2 separate regions of the Callithrix jacchus genome follow, and region 1 is linked to region 2. Evidence: chromatin contacts called from public Hi-C data. All regions are on one chromosome and are shown on one strand. The core of a region is the stretch at or near the end of the contact, and the rest is flanking DNA. Distances in the headings are between cores, read along the strand shown. Region 1 has its middle 78 kb from the start of TRNAC-GCA. Region 2 has its middle 76 kb from the start of SPAG17.

Evidence for each region. A called contact is a pair of places that touch in the nucleus more often than the background predicts.
Region 1: a contact with region 2 is called in a Hi-C map of skeletal muscle, with 4 times the contacts expected there. The contact joins two enhancer-like sites. A contact is called at or near these places in 2 of 3 Hi-C or Micro-C datasets (both in skeletal muscle).

The regions. Positions count from the first base shown.
Region 1 is chr7:156,810,662-156,813,767 of calJac240_pri, reverse strand. No RefSeq gene overlaps it. Among named protein-coding and RNA genes, the nearest start is that of TRNAC-GCA, 78 kb to the left of the region's middle. Within about 2 kb of position 1,362, at least 1 of the 16 cell types and tissues checked has an H3K27ac peak or open chromatin away from gene starts, as enhancers often do. A contact at or near this core is called in skeletal muscle, where this site is marked.
Region 2 is chr7:156,354,741-156,357,463 of calJac240_pri, reverse strand. No RefSeq gene overlaps it. Among named protein-coding and RNA genes, the nearest start is that of SPAG17, 76 kb to the right of the region's middle. Within about 2 kb of position 1,378, at least 2 of the 16 cell types and tissues checked have an H3K27ac peak or open chromatin away from gene starts, as enhancers often do. A contact at or near this core is called in skeletal muscle, where this site is marked.

The DNA.
Region 1 (3,106 bases), core at 113-2,612, 460 kb before region 2:
ATGTGGGAAAAGACAAGTGGCTAGTTTAGTGTAGCCTGGATGTAAGGGAGCCTGCGACAGCAGCAAGAAACAGGTTGAAAAGTAAGATAATAAAAGGCCTTTGAAGCCATGCTGAGGAATTTTCTTTTTCTTTTTTTAATCCTGCAGTCGAGGTGGTAAAGGTTGATAAAGTAGTAATGACTAAAATGTTATATTCAAAATAGATCCTGGGCCTCTGTAAAACAGGTGGATTTGGGAAGGAGAAATGGTGGAGGCCCCATGAGTGGTGGAGACAGGAGGACCCATGAGTGGAGACTGCCAACACTTCAGCAACATCTGATGGAATCCTAAGGCAGAGTGGAGGTTGCCACGAGGCCACAGGGACACAGAGTGGCACTTACCTTTGTTCTTTTCTTTTTATTATACTTTAAGTTCTGGGGTACATGTGCAGATCTTGCAGGATTGTTACATAGGTATACACATGCCATGGTGGTTTGCTGCCTCCATCCCCCCTTCACCTACATTAAGTATTTCTCCTGTCGTTATCCGTCCCCAACCTCCTCACCCCGCTGCTATCGCTCCCCTAGACCCCCACCTCCCAACAGACCCCAGTGTGTGATGTTCCCTCTCTGTGTCCATGTGTTCTCATTGTTCAACACCCACTTGTGAGTGAGAACATGCAGCGGCACTCTTTCTAATAGGCATCTCCATGCCACCTCTCATTGTCCCAGACTGCCCACTTCAGTGCCCCCTCCATTGTGTCTCACCTGCTTGTCTCCTCACGTTTCTATCTAGCAAAGCCTATCTTTCTTCTATATTAGAGTAAGTAATCAATTTGACATAGAACGATGAAGTCACAGGCTCATTTTAAGAGGACCACCCTTAATTCTAAATTGGGAGCATTTCAGGTAGAGTTAACTTAAAGAGCAGAATTTTTGGCTGGGTGTGTATGTCATTTACATTTCATAGCTGGCCACCTGCTCTGCCTGCTTATAAAACCAGCCTTGTGCTGCATACAGCATGGTCTTAGGTGAACAAGTGAGAATTTTTCTCCTCAACCTTTGACAAGGTCTCTGTATCAACTTCTTTCGTTGCAAGAACTAAAAATAACTCTGGCTAATGAGGAACAAGTTATGATGCAGCTGAGGGTGAGGCAGGGTGAATTTCTTGGAAGGATACATGATGTCTCACAGAATCAAAGGTAAGTTGAGTAACCAGGCTGAGGGACTATGTAGCTGCAGTGATCTTCGAAGTCGGGAATTGATAAATGTCCCTCTGTGACACTACCTTAGAGGTGGCTTGGATCCCAATTTAGATGCTAGAGGTAAAGAGCTTGGTTGGCTTAAGTTGCTTCTTGTACCCATGTCTTGGTGAGGGCAAGATGAGGACAAGGATCCCTGTGTATCAAACCGTACAGTTCCACTTAGAATGGGGGAGAGAGAGTGAAATCTGACACCGGTAGAACAGGAAATGGACACTGGGCAGACAAATACAGATATCCACTATGGCGTTATGTTTCCAATTTGTAAAAGTGAGGAGACGAGGAGATTTTAAGTCTTCTTCTCTAAACTTTGGAGTTTAAAGATCATATGTGGCTTCGTACCCTTGTACGCTTTCACAAGTCTATGGATGCCTTTCCTCAGGTCTTCCCTTACTCAGCGAGGCAATTTTCAGTGCTAGGCTTGATGGGGTCTGAACAGAGCTATGCTGGATACTCCAGTTGGCTCATTACAGTGGAAAGGCTAATGTTCACAGAATAAAGCTATGAAGGAAAGTTTACAAAGTGATGGAACAATATAGGTTTCGTGGCTTCCTTGCAGTAGAAGATCATTCCAGAAATTTGTTTTGTTTAAAATATGTGGAATTTTTAGCTTAAGGGATTTCTACTTTTCAAGTCCAAGAAGAGACAATCATAAGTTGGTTAAAAATGTAGTTTTTCCATTTCTGATCAGACAAATTGCTCAGCAAAGAGTTTATTACAGCAAAAGGTGCTTAATCAGTCCACGTGTTAGTGGCATGGTACTGGCATAAGGACGGTCCAGAGACCCCGTAACAGTGTTCTTCATAATAAGCCGGGGCTTCTGCTTTGCTGAGACCCTGGAAGCAGCCTTCACTTGCATTTCTATAGCAATAACAGACGCTTGGCACCAGTTCCTGTTTGCCTCAAGTTTCTCTCTATTCAAGACCATAAGATGCTTTCTGGCTCTGTTCTGTCCTCATTGTGGAACTTTTCCTCCTTCATTAGAAATGGGCAGAATCCTAGAGATTTGGGCTCCAGCATTGATTTGGGAAATAAATTTTATGGAAAAATAGAGTGTGTGCCTTTGCTTTCTAACTTTAGTTTTTACTTGTATGTGACTCAAACTGAAATTATAACCTTCTATTATTTTCTCCTTGAATGATTTTTGACTTATTTTAACTAATAGGGGAAATAAACTAACCAGTGTCAGCATTAGAAAACCATGTGTAATAGCAAATGAAAAACCAACATCCATGACTTATAAAAATTAATGGCAGGGTGTGGCACACAGCTGCCCAACCGATGAGAAGAAAGCTATATTGTGAATTGCTGAGGAATTAACTATTGTAAGAGGAGAAGCATAGTCATAGTGGATTTAAGCTGGTAACGTGGGTGTAGAGAATGGCGGAGAGGGAGAAAAAACACTTAAGCATTTGCCTGAGAGTCGTGTCTTTCTTTTATACATACATATTTTTCACCATGGAAATATTCATTCAATGACAATTGCATTGGTTATGACAGTTGCTGCTGGTGAAATTGGAAAAATAAATTATTCTAAGAAAAGGAAGATCTAGATGTGAGACATCTTGACTAACAGAATCTCAGCAGAGATACAAGCAGGAAATCAGAATTTTATTCAGTTCTGAACGCTGGACACAATTAGGTGATATAAGTCAAAGGTAAAAGGAGAAAAATAAAACAAGGAAAGGTAAAATGACTTCTCTGACAATAGTATACGTCACTTCTGGTCATGCACCATTGGTCAGAGCAAGTCACGTAGCCAAGCACACCATCAATAAGAAGGAAAAGAGGCTCTCCCTGCCAGGAGGGCTTGGTAAAGAGATGCCGCAAGTATTTTGAACGAATAACTCGAACAGTATCCGCTAT
Region 2 (2,723 bases), core at 129-2,628:
GCGATCCTTATAAATGATCAGCTGCTAAGGAGGCATTTTCTTCCATAACTTTCTCTTCACGGGAAAAACGTGGTATACATCCAGCTAAGTAAAGCTAATAAGCTAATTTGAGCTTCTCCAGTCACTAGCAATAACAGTTCCAACATTTATAACCACATTTGAATCTGTAACTGTTCTGATAACTGCCTCCAAAAATCTTTATTTGTTTACATTAGTGGTACTTGTGGAAAATTCTTCCAATAAAAACCAGGCCCCAACAAGAGGAAAAAAAAAAGGCAAAAATAAGAAGCTTACATTATTAAAAACGAAGAGCTGAACGAGTTCTTTAGGGTATGTGAGAACGTTCTTGAATGTTTTAATTCGTGCTCTTGTTACATTCAACGTGTATCATGAAGCTCTGCAGCACAGCTCCAGCCAAATTGCAGGGGGTTGTTCTGAAGCTGGACATCGATGTCAAAGCAGATAACTGTTTAATTTGCCGTAGAACGAGTGTGTCTTGTGAGAGGGAGGGTGGCATTCACGTAATCCATGTAATTCATTCATTCATCCATGCATTCACTCATCCTTTTACGTGCCAGGCATTCATCTAGTCGTTAACAGATAGGGCAGGTGACGACATTTCCTCACTTCGGGCAGTTTCCGATGGAGTATAAACGCTATGATGGCTAACCCTGAGGGACGGAATGATACATCCAGGGAAAGAGAAGCAGGTGTCGTGTTTCATGAAGAAGAAAGTGTATCATCAAAGATCAGTAAACCAAAGTAATCGCTGAATAGCCGGGAGAAATTCGGTGTTGCTGTGGACAGAGGAGTTACCAGCTAAGCAAAGATCACATCATGAAGATTCCTGTAGGCCCAGGTCGAAGTCTAAATTTACGCTCGGGGTAATGGGAAATCATTGGTGAGACAGTATAGCATAGTGCCTGAGAGCCCCAATTCTGGAATCAATTACTGAGTTTAAAAACAATCTCTGCCCTTACTATTGTCTGAAACCATATGAAATTGACAATATTTGGCCACTTTTGACTTACAAAAATGCCCATCTCATATAGTTTAAACTAATTTTAAAAAAAGAAGAATTAATTCCCATCTATGAAGTATTCAGCTGAAGCCCGCTGAGGTCTCATTCATTACAGCAGGGCGTGGGAGAGCCCATCAGAAATCCAGACAAAAGGGCCAGGCAGGTCTGCTGACTCCTCCCAGAAAATGACACCTGCCTCTGCTGGTGGCACAGGGAAGGCTATGCTTATGCCCAGGGAGGGCACTGATCTCAGCCGTCACTCAGTATCTTCGGAGCCCACCTTCCCTGCAGTGCCTGTGCCTGCTTCTCCTGTCCCTGTTTGGGGTCAGAAAATGTATGTATAACTCTGCTGGTGTCATACCCCAGCTATCTGATCCTGCTGGAGGAATTCCTGGCCCCGTGCACACACAGACCTCTCTTTTTCTTTCTCTTGCTCATTCACTTTTTTTTTTTTTTGGCTCAGGAATCTGCCTTCCCTGGTAAGGCAGGGATGAGCTTTCTGAATTGTGTTTATTTGCTGGCACTCTGGTGTGAAAGCACTCCCCGTCAACTGCATATTAATCTTGTCAGCAGTCTGTATCTATTTTCCTCCGCCTCCCTCCATTGGCCTAATTTATGGCTTTCCCTTCCCTTGCTTTCTATTGTCACGATGACAAGGAGAGCTCTGTTATGAGTGTTCAGGCCTGGGACAGTCACAAGACCTGTCCTAATAAGATCAGCTGCAGAGTGATGCAAAATCCTGCAATTTGTATGGGTGGGTGAATTTAGACCAGGCCTTCCCTAGCTGATTGTGTGCCACTCAGCCAAGTATTTATTGATACCCCATAACATGCTAGTGCTATCCGCAAACAAACAGCTAGGAAACCTGGCCCCATCTTCCAGGGGAGAAGGCGTCTAGAACAACTGGCAAACAACACAATCGGAATGTGTGCTTACATCGCAGAACCACGGCCACTAACAGCACAGGCTTGAGTTCGAACAGAGTGCTCTAAGTTCCTGTTCTGACGCTGTCTAAGTGTGTGACTATCTTTGTGTCCATTTGTGAAAATCGTGTTAATTATCCTTCTCTAAACCTCAGTTTCCCTCTCTCCAAAATCAGTGAAATGATATGGACACCACGGAGCAGTCATGAGAATTACATGACAGCATGTAGTCTTAGCTCTTGTTTTAATGTGTGGCAAATACTAAGCACTAATATGTGTGATAATTATTATTTAAAAAGGAGGATGAGAAAAATAAAAAGAGAGAAAGGGCAAGCGTGGCTGCTGCAACGAGGAAACACTCCGTGATGTTTCTGGAGCCCTGCCATCTGACGTTGACCTTTATGGTAATATGGAGTTTCTTAGGTAATTAGAACCATAAAAATCAAAACCTCAAGTTGGGGAGCGTCATCCTGTCACTGCCCCTGGAATGAGACTGGGGCTCAGACATTTAATGTGTCTAGATCCTTGAGAGCTGTCTTCAAGGACTGTGTACCCTGCACTGGACTTCTTTATGCTTCGTGGCTAAAATGAACCGTCACGAGCTCCGTCGTATTCCATGTCTGAATCAGTGCTGCTCTTAGTATCGAGGTCAACTCGTGGCTATTTTTCTAGTCGTCTTCTGTGACAAAGGTCATAGTCACTGTGATGGTGAATACTGAGTGTCAACTTGATTGAATTGAAGGATACAAAGTATCGATCCTGGGTGTGTCTGTGAGGGT